Regions from separate parts of the Danio rerio genome. Here region 2 is linked to region 1. A link is a contact called in public Micro-C data. All regions are on one chromosome and are shown on one strand. The core of a region is the stretch at or near the end of the contact, and the rest is flanking DNA. Distances in the headings are between cores, read along the strand shown.

The links. Hi-C and Micro-C count contacts between places; a contact is called where the count stands out from the background.
Region 2: a Micro-C map of caudal fin shows a contact between it and region 1, with 4 times the contacts expected there. The contact joins the promoter of dhdds here to the enhancer-like site in region 1. A contact is called at or near these places in 2 of 18 Hi-C or Micro-C datasets (caudal fin and an unstated tissue).

Annotation. Positions count from the first base shown.
Region 1 is chr16:55,692,757-55,698,012 of GRCz12tu, forward strand. It overlaps ago1 (argonaute RISC component 1), which reads right to left. Exons shown (of 19, transcript NM_001317223.1): 13 at 4,516-4,675; 14 at 2,872-2,962. Among named protein-coding and RNA genes, the nearest start is that of ago3a, 21 kb to the left of the region's middle. Within about 2 kb of position 2,880, at least 16 of the 62 cell types and tissues checked have an H3K27ac peak or open chromatin away from gene starts, as enhancers often do. A contact at or near this core is called in caudal fin, where this site is marked.
Region 2 is chr16:55,754,024-55,759,588 of GRCz12tu, forward strand. dhdds (dehydrodolichyl diphosphate synthase) reads left to right here and starts at 2,209. Exons shown (of 9, transcript NM_213187.1): 1 at 2,209-2,256.

The sequences.
Region 1 (5,256 bases), core at 1,630-4,129:
TTGCTTTTTATTTTATTCATTTCATTTTTATATATTAAATTAATATATATATATTAAAAAACATTTAAGGTCAATATTATTAGCCCCCGTTATTTAATTGTCTACAGAACAAACACTGTTATACAATTCATTAATGTTGTCTCAAAACAAATTAAGTTAACTTCATTGTTTTTACAAATTTAAGTGAATTGAACACAATACAATGTTGTCCCCCAAACATTTAAAGAGCTGTTGATTCAGCAAATTTTTAATAAGTAGTCCGAACAAGCAGCAAAAATCCCTTTTTGTATGTATAAAACAATATTTTACTTTAAATTTATATTTTTTTTAAATTACATTTTGACTTAATATTTCTAAAAACAAAACATTTTTTTAATTTGAAAAAACTTGACTTAATATTTCTGAAAACAATCAATATTTTTACAATATTTTACATTTTGACATAATATTTATGAAAAAATAATATTTTTACTTAAAATGTTTTAATTTTTTTATTTAATATTTCTGAAAACAAAACAATATTTTTACTTAAATTTTTTTTTATTTTTACAAAATTTGACTTAATATTTAAAAAAATTATATTTTAAATCAAACATTTTTTAATTTAGAAAAAGTTTGACTTCATATTTTTGAAAACAAATCATTAAAAATCTTGACTTAATATTTCTAAAAAAACAATATTTTTAATTTTGAAGAACAAACTTAATATTTCTGAAAATAAATCAATATTTTTTCTCAAAATATTTTTACAATCTTTACATTTTGACGTAATATTTCTGAAAAAATCTTCACTCAAAATACTTTCATTCTTTTATTCTGATTTAATATTTCTGAAAACAAATTAATATTCGTACTTAAAAATATATATATATTTTTTTATTTTGACTTAATATTTAAAAATAAACTATATTTTTTAATTTTGAAAAAAATTACTTAATATTTCTGAAAATAAATAATTTTTTTTACCTGAAATAGTTTTATGTCAATGTAGTTTTAAATCAATGATTTTAAATTCTTTTTACATTTTGACATAATATTTCTAAAAAACAAAAAAACATATATATATATTTTTAACTTTTATTTTGACTTAATATTTCTGAAAATAAATCAATATTTTTACTCAAAACATTTTTATAATCTTTACATTTTGACGTAATTTCAAAAAAGTTTTTACCTATAATACCTTTTCATTCTTTTAGATTCTGATTTGATATTTCTGAAAACAAATCAATATTTTTACAATGTTTTTACATTTTGATGTAATATTTCTGAAAACAAAAATATTTTTACTTGAAATACGTTTAAAAATGTTTTACTTAATATTTCTGAAAACAAAACAATATTTTTACTCATCCCCCTGACAGCATCGCAGGGAAAAACATGCAACAAACCCCGTGGATCATGGAAACAAACACATACGACCCTTCATGAACAGATAAATACTGCGTGCTGTGGGTCTGTTAACGCGTCTCACCCAGTTATCAAGGTAAGATCTCACAGCTTGGCACTGGCAGGTCTGCTTTGCCTTAAGAAAGCACGCACAGTCATGAATAATTAAGAAGCCGGCTCTTCTCATAGAATAGGAAAACTCAGCTATGAATAATAATGAGAAACCAACGCTTCATCTTTGAAGATGAAATCAGCTGACCAAAGCTCAAAATTACCCAGTTTTCCCCACAATTAAAGCTGACAGGTGCTAACATTCTCTTAACTGATGCTTAACACACACAAATCTGTTAAAAACTTGAAGCCTTAAGAGATTTTACATATTAGAAAACAAGACAAAAACTAAGCATGAACATTTTATTTTTAATTTTGGCCTAATATTAGAGTTTAGGACTAGAAACAAATCAAAAACTCAAAGAAAAAACAGAAGTCTCATTAATTAATCAGGAAGACTAACTAAGATTTAAAAAGACACGGCAAAGATAACATCCCAAACTATTAAAAAATACAGGAGCACCACATTACAACAACCTTTCATCAGTCCTCTCAACATAAACAATCACATGCATCCAACACCACTCTCTTTATAAAGCCTTCAATTCACCCAAAAGACACAATTCTATCTAGTTTCAAATCTCTTTACAAATTATTCCATGCCCGAGGTTCACAATAAGAAATGCAGTTTTGCAGTGTGTGTGTGTCTGTGAGTATTTGTATAGAGGAATCTGCCGCCCTCTGGATGCAGAAGAGAAAACAGCATCCCTCCATCATCAATGCGCTCATATCCGCCGCTGTGACTCAGCTCTTTGTCATCAGCGTTTAGTAAAAAAAACAGCCAGTTACAAGTGCTTGCATGTGCTGGGCGGCAGGTGACATCATTTCCTGCCCGTCTGTGACTCATTTTCCCTTTTCAACACTCCCATGATGCCCTGCTCCTCCTCCGCCTGTGTTCAGTACAACAGATGGGCGTAATTACAGCGTGGGACGAAAATTAAAGTACACGGGATCAAAACTAACCATACTGATTTGGTGAGTTCACATTGCTAGTTTTGTGGTGAACAACTCATCTGTGGACATCATTAAGAAGAAAATAGTTGGCCCCTGTGATCTAAAAATCTGAAAATGCAGCTCCTGTTAGTTTTCAGTTGAATTCTCCGATTAGATCGGTCTGAGGTATTGGGCGTGGCTAACATATTTAACCACACCCATTCGGCTGTCAGACAACAAACAGAAATGGTGAGGAGGAGGAGTCTGTAATAACTCTCCCCAAACCTTTTCCCCATCTTTCTGAAATACATACTTTACTACATCCAATCAGCTCGCAGTAGAAAAAACAAGCCACACCCACTGTTTTCTATGGTTTTCTATATTTAGAAAGGTTTGTCTGTGTATGTGTGTATCTGTGTGTGTGTATGTGTGTCTCACAGCAGTAATAGATGGCTTCTTCCCATCACCAGCCGGCGGGTGTGTAACATCTGCCCCGAGGAAGATCACGGGCTGCTGAAACACTGCTGACCTGTAAAAGAGTCACAGCAACTGTTCAGAAATATAAAAGAGAAATATATATATATATTTGTAGGGATGCACAATTTGCTGAATTAACAGACAGACAGACAGACAGACGGACAGACGGACAGATGGACAGACGGACAGACAGATAGACAGACAGACAGACAGACAGACAGACAGACAGATAGACAGATAGATAGACAGATAGATAGATAGATAGATAGATAGATAGATAGATAGATAGATAGATAGATAGATAGATAGACAGATAGACAGATAGACAGATAGACAGATAGATAGATAGATAGATAGATAGATAGATAGATAGATAGATAGATAGATAGATAGATAGATAGATAGATAGATAATATAAAAGTTTAGCTTAGGCTTTACTGAATGAGCACTGTGCTTTGTCTGACAAATAAAAAAAAATAGTTATTTAAATTTTACTTACTTGTAAATTACTTGTAAATTGTATACTTGTAGCCTAGTGTGAGTGCACCCTCACTGTATTATTATAAAAAAAAAAAAAAATATATATATATATATATATATATATATATATATATATATATATATATATATATATATATATATATATATATATATATATATATATATATATATATATCTAAAGATGTACAATTTAGTCAAAATGCTGTATTTATACACTAGAATTCAATTCAATTCAACTGTTTATTGTCATGTGCACAGTAAGAAAACACGTTTCCCTGTACAATGAGATTCTTACTTTGCCGTCCACAGTGAAGTCATACACACAACATACACGACATACACATAGATACACAGAAGTGACTGAAGTATGATTATAAAATGTAAGTATATATATATCTATGAAAGTGAACAATATATAAAACTGATTTAAGTAATGAAACAAGATTTAAGTAATGAAACAGAATGACAAGAAGAACGAAAATAATTAAAATAAATAATAATAATAATAATAGGGTCACACAGTGGCTTAGTGGTTAGTACTGTCGTATCACAGCAAGAAGGTCGCTGGTTCGAGCCCCGGCTGGTCCAATTATTATTTCTGTGTGGAGTTTGCATGTTCTCCCGTGTTAGCGAGAGTTTCCCCCACAGTCCAAACACATGCGCTATAGGTGAATTGAATAAACTAAATTGGCCGTAGTGTATGAGTGTGTGTGTGAGAGTGTATGGGTATTTCCCTGTACTGGGTTGCAGCTAGAAGGGCATCCGCTGTGTAAAACATATGCTGCATAAGTTGGCGGTTCATTTCACTGTGGTGTTACTTGATGAATAAAGGGACTAAGCTGAAGGTAAATGAATGAATGAATAATAATAATAATAATAATAATAAATATCATTACTGTTGTTATTATTATTGATTTTGTAGTTATTTTAACAGACTGTATGCTGAAATCAAAATAAAATTATTGCAGGAAACTAGAAATAGCATTATTGTAACGTTCATCTGTTAAACATGTATTAGGTGAGCTATCCCTTTAAATGGCAGCTGCATCACAGTGTAATTGTATTGCTTTTGGATTACCCGTGCAGAACCTGAACACATCTCACCGTTGATGCGGCACGAGGATGTTGTTGATGCCGCCGAGTTTGACGTTGATTTTGAGGCAGAGGTTGGAGAGCGTCTGCGGGGAGGTTTTTACCACGTTCTTCACCTGCACACACTGAGTGGCCATTCCTAGAAGAGTGTCTCCAACACGCTTCACTTCCGCTGCACAGAGCAAACACACACATTTATTATCAGTGTGAAGACCCGACAGATGCTGATATTAAAGAACTCAATATATCATGATAATGAACATGCATGATAATGATATCATGGGCACTTCAAAACACTGTGGATAATTACTTATTATTGAAGCTTTCACAGTGTTTTTAAGAACATTGAGATTGTTGTATTAGTGGTTGGTTATCACAGCATCAAATGCTTGAAGACTTAATAGGCAATTTATTTTCAAACATTTACATTCTCTCATGTTAATCTAGCCTACGACATAAAAAAATCCTGTAACAATTTATAGGCTCCCCACCAACACGAAGAGAACATGCAAACTCCACACAGAAACGCCGACTGCTCCAGCTGGGACTCGAACCAGCAACCTTCTTGCTGTGAGGCGACAGTGCTAACCACTGAGCCAACATTTTGTCATAATTTGGAATTTATTTAGTTAAAAATGTTTATTTCCTCTGATGCATATATGCATATATATATATATATATATATATATATATATATATATATATATATATATATATATATATATATATATATATATATATATATATATATAT
Region 2 (5,565 bases), core at 959-3,458, 61 kb after region 1:
ACCCAGAACTCTCACATTCCCACTCACACTCATACACTACGGCCAGTTTAGTTTATTCAATTCACCTATAGCGCATGTGTTTGGACTGCAAACCAAGAGGAAACCCACGCCAGCATGGGGAGAACATGGAAACTCCACACAGCAACGCCAACTGGCCCTGCTGGGACTCGAACCAGTGACCTTCTTGCTGTGAGGCCATAGTGCTAACCACTGAGCCACTGTGCCACCATCCAGAATAGTCAAACCTTGGTAGAAGCAAGCTACTGAAAATTTTCAGACGAGCTGATATCATCCATTCATTAATTTTCCTTCAGCTTAGTCCCTTATTTATCACAAGTCACCACAGCGGAATGAACCACCAACTTACCCAGCATATGTTTTACACAGCAGATGCCCTTTCAGCTGCAACCCAGTACTGGGAAACATCCATACACACTTATTCACACACACACACACATACACTACAGCCAATTTAGTTTATTCAATTCACCTATAGCGCATGTGACTGTGCATGGGGGAAAAAAGGAGCACCAGGAGGAAACCCACGCCAACACGGGGAGAACATGCAAACACCACACAGAAATGCCATCAGACCCAGCTGCAACTCGAACTAGCGACATACTTGCTGTGAGGCGACAGTGCTAACCACTGGGCCACCGTGTCACCCTTAGGTAATATCATGGCTTAAATATTTTTTCTTTGTTGTTTCTGATTTGTGATTGATGAATCATATCTAGACACTCTTACTTCCTCCAAAATGTAGTTGTGATATGTAAAACAAATATGTTTTGCACATTATTGTGTTTTATATTGTGTGTCCTGGCTGTGCGGTGACGCGGTGGGTAGCGCTGTATGAGTGTGTAGACACACACACATAAACTAGACAATTTTGCCTATTCAGTTCACCTGTACTGCATGTCTTTGGACTGCAGGGAAAACCAGAGCAGGGACCGGGAGGAACCCACACGAATGCAGGGAGAACATGCAAACTCCACACAGAAACGCCAAATGAGCCGAGCCAAAATTCGCACCAGCGTCCTTCTTGCTGTGAGGCGACAGCACTACCTACTGCGCCACTGTGTCACCACAAACACATGTATAGGTAAATTGGGTAAACTAAATTGGCCGTAGAGTATTTGTGTGAATGAGAGTGTATGGGTGTTTCCCAGGGATGGGTATGCTTATAAAATCTTGCCCTTTTTATTGAAAGGAATAGTTGCAAAAGCATTATAAAAGTACAATAGGAGACACTTTAAAATAAAGTTTCATTAGTAGCCCTACTGAAAAAAACAGCTTAATCCAGCATAGGCTGGTTGGCTGGTTTTAGCTGGTCAACCAGGCTGGTTTTAGAGGGGTTTTAGCCATTTCGAGGCTGGTTTCCAACCATTTCCAGCCTGGTCTTAGCTGGTCAGGCTGGGAGATAACCAGCTAAAACCAGCTTGACCAGCCTAGCCAGGCTGGAAGCCCAGCTAAAACCAGCTATGTCCAGTTTAAACCAGGGTGGTCAAGCTGGTTTTAGCTGGATTTAGCTGGTCATTTTCCAGCCTGACCAGTTAAGACCATGCAGGAAATAGCTGGAAACCAGCCTTAAAATGGCCAAAAACCCCTCTAAAACCAGCCTGGTCGACCAGCTAAAACCAGCCAACCAGCCTAGGCTGGTTTAAGCTGGATTTTTCAACAGGTAGGGCCTAAATGTTAGCTATTAGGTTAAAATCAACATTGAGGAAAAGCCATATTTGCAGTCACTATGTTAACATTACTAAAACATACAACTGAATTTTGTTAGTCATTAACTTAATTTAATAAATTGATTACGATTGTGTCATGGGTTTCAGCTGGATGGGTATCCGCTAAATAAAACATATGCTTGCTAAATTGGCGGTTCATTCCGCTGTGGCGACCTCTGATTAATAAAAGGACTAAGCCGAAGGAAAATGAATTAAATTTAACATTTTTAGCTCAGTTTGAACTGAAATTAGTTTATTTAACCTATCTTTTCCCTGGATTTTGTGTCAGCATAGTCCCTAAAAATATGTAAATGCAGGAAATGGGATTTAATTTGTGTCCACTTCTCGAACCAAAGTTATATATCATTAAATATATGATTTCTTGAATTTATTTTTGTATTTTATTATATTTATTTACATGTATTAATTTTACGTGTTGTGTTTTATTTTGTTTTTTTGGCGTTGTCTGTCGCGTTTCTGTGTCGTCATGTCCTGTCAGCGGAAGAAGGCGTCATCTTACAGACAGGCTGTGAGTTGGAGCTTTAAGATTTCTCTTAAATACATCAAATATATGCTTCATTTTAAGCTGATTTCGGTTTCTCTGAATGAAAGCCTCCTTTGAATGAATGTGATGACAGTGACATGTTGTTTTAACATCGCGATGTTGTTATTTTTAGGCTAGTTATAGCGCGCTCTTGTGCTTCCAAAGACGAGCAGGTTATTTACCATAGTATTATTAATCAGGTGTGTTTCATTCAGATGAACACAACGAGAGTGAGACGCTGTTTACTGGTGGAGTTAAAATTGTTCGTGTTATCATGTTTAACGTTACATGGAAAATAGGTTGGTGTGTTTGTGTACAAGGCAGACTGATATCTTAATATAATAATAATAATCCTACGTGGGGATATAATTAGCGCACTATACACTTACTATACTGTCATTTTCTTTAAAGCAAGTGACTTAATTGTGTGTAAATAATCAAACCTTTTAATGAATTGCGTATTGGCATTTGTTGGAATATATTTTAAAGTACACATAAAATTAAATCTAAACATATTGCTTTAGTTACGTTAGCTCACATTGCTTGTTTTGTGGTGAACAATTCATCTGTGTATGTCATTATGAAAAAAATGTTTGCCCTTGAGATCTGAAATTAAAATTTGAAAATGCACTTCCTGTTTGTTTTCAGTTTAATTCTCAGATGACATCAGTCTGTTGTTAAGGGTGTGACTAACATACTTAACCACACCCCTCCAGCTCAGTTATGACAGAGCTTAGAATGGGTTGTTGCTAGAGCGGATACGTTTGCGGCCGGAAGTTAACGCAAATTATTTCTATTATTTATTAAATTTCTAATTTGTTGTATTTTATCAACGTCTACCCCAACCCTAAACCCAACCGTCACAGTAATGTAAAAACTGTAGTTGTACCGAGTATTAGTTATGTTATCTATTAAATTACCCAATAAAATGTATTTTTTAACGCCTACCCCCACCCTAACCCTAAACCCAACCCTCACAGTACTGTAAAAATATTAATTATTGTTATACAGTGTCATAAAAAAATGCTGCTTTATTAATGTGCACATCACACTTCCGGCCAGTCGCATATCTAGACTTTACCCTTAGAATGACCAAGAGGCGACACTCAATCCGCTTGTTAAGTGTGACGTCACACGAAGCGGCTTCCGGGTCCAAGCGCTCTATTCAACTGAATGGGGAGACTCATGAAATGGTAATAATAAACGTTTACAAAGCGATTTAAGGCTTTCGAAAATGAAGATTGCAGTATATATATATCCATGCCTAATATCCGATGGCCAGAAAGTGATTCATTTTTTTTTATTGTTAAATTTTTGGTATTTGTTATGCAGCTAGCCCAGAGATTGTTGTGTACACTATGATTTTATATAAAAATTAACTTTAATGTGTGATAAATAAAACATGATCATAAACAAATGATTTCTCTACTCAAATGAATGGCGGCTTGGACCCGGAAACAGTATTACATACGTCACAAACACGTCACCACTTAACAAGCGGATAGAACGCTCCTTTGCAACAGCAACGCTCGGCAAAAGCCCAGGATTCCGCCATTTTGGAGTGAAAGCAATGGCAAGCAGCTGCTTTGTTTTTTATTCATTTATTTAAAAAGTGCATTAAAGCTGAGATGAAACCTGAAAGACGACAATACAACACTTACTATGTCAATCATCGGCACTTTTATTAGTTTATTTTGCAGAGTTAAAATATGCTGTTGTTCTAATGGAATTTTCATTCCAAAATGGCCGCCGCGCCATCTAGTGACTGTTTACCAAACTCCAGTAGAGTGTCGCCTCTGGGTGATTCTATGCTCTTTGGTTATTATGACAATAAACAGACCAGGGGTCTTTTCTTCGTACGTGGATGACTCAGTTAGCTGGATTTGAATATTGACGATTTGAAATGATCCAGGATCGTTTCGTTCTTCAAAACTCATCTGTGAGTTGTTGCCATAGTAACAGTTCTGGTAGCTCAAACCTGGTCAGCAGCAGCAGCTCATTTCATACAAACAGGATTAGATCGCATCAGATAAAGCTAAGAAAATACTGAATGTACAGAATTCTGATATTTTCTTACTGTAGTTATATAAACTTGGGAAAATAGTAAATATATTTTAACTAAGTATATATTTATAAGGTTAAAAAATATAAAACTTTAATAAAAGTACAAAGACTGCCAAAATTTACAAGAGAAAATTTATTGATATGAACTTTTTAGATACAAAAGCATGCATGCACAATATTCGACTTTTTTTTAAAACAGGATAATAATTTATGCAGTCATGTAAGTGTTTTGACTGCTAATATGCCGGTGATTGACACTTTTACCGATATCACAATGCTTTTTTTTAATGCAAAATTAATGTAATTAATTCCTTACGCAGATTAAAAAAAACTGGAGTAGGCCTGGGCTACTATAATAAAGAAAATCTTCTCTAAATGTAAAACTAAATACATTGATATGCATTAAAATACATCATGAATCCTCTTGACATATGGAAGTGTAAAGCCTGCAGCTCACAACAAAGGTGTAAAGTTATTGCGTATCATATTTAACAATCCGTTTACTGCTAATTTAATGTCATTTTGCTCGCATGAATAATTGAATATTAATCAGATGATGTCATTACGCTGCTGTGCCGTCAGCCAATCATTGCTGATCATCTGGTTTCGAGGATGGATAGCTCTGTCCTTCACAACACACGCACGTTCTCAAATCAGTTCATCCAGAAATATTAATCTGATTCGCGAACCAAATTAGCCAGAGATCAGTTATCAAGATTAACAGATCCAGGATCTGCCAAATCATCTTAGATCATTTAAGCGAGGTACGAAGAACAGACCCCAGGGGTCTTTTCTTCGTACGTGGATTACTCAGTTAGCTGGATTTGAATATTGACGATTTCACATGATCCAGGATCATTTTGTTCTTCAAAACTCATCTGCGAGTTGTTGCCATAGTAACAGTTCTGGTAGCTCAAACCTGGTCGGGAGCAGCAGCTCATTTCATATAAACAGGATTAGATCGCGTCAGATAAATTCTGATTTTTTTTACTGTAGTTACAGAGATCAGTTATCAAGATTAACAGATCCAGGATCTGTCAAATCATCTTAGATCATTTAAGTGTGGTACGAACAACAGACCCCAAATCTTTCAGAATGAAATGCCTACTTTTCTTACATCCAATCAGCTCGCAGTAGAAAAAAACAAGCCACACCCACTGTTTTCTCATTTAATTTAGTTTCTCCAGGAACTTCGCCACAATGCAGAAAAAAACGGTTGCAGTTTCTGGT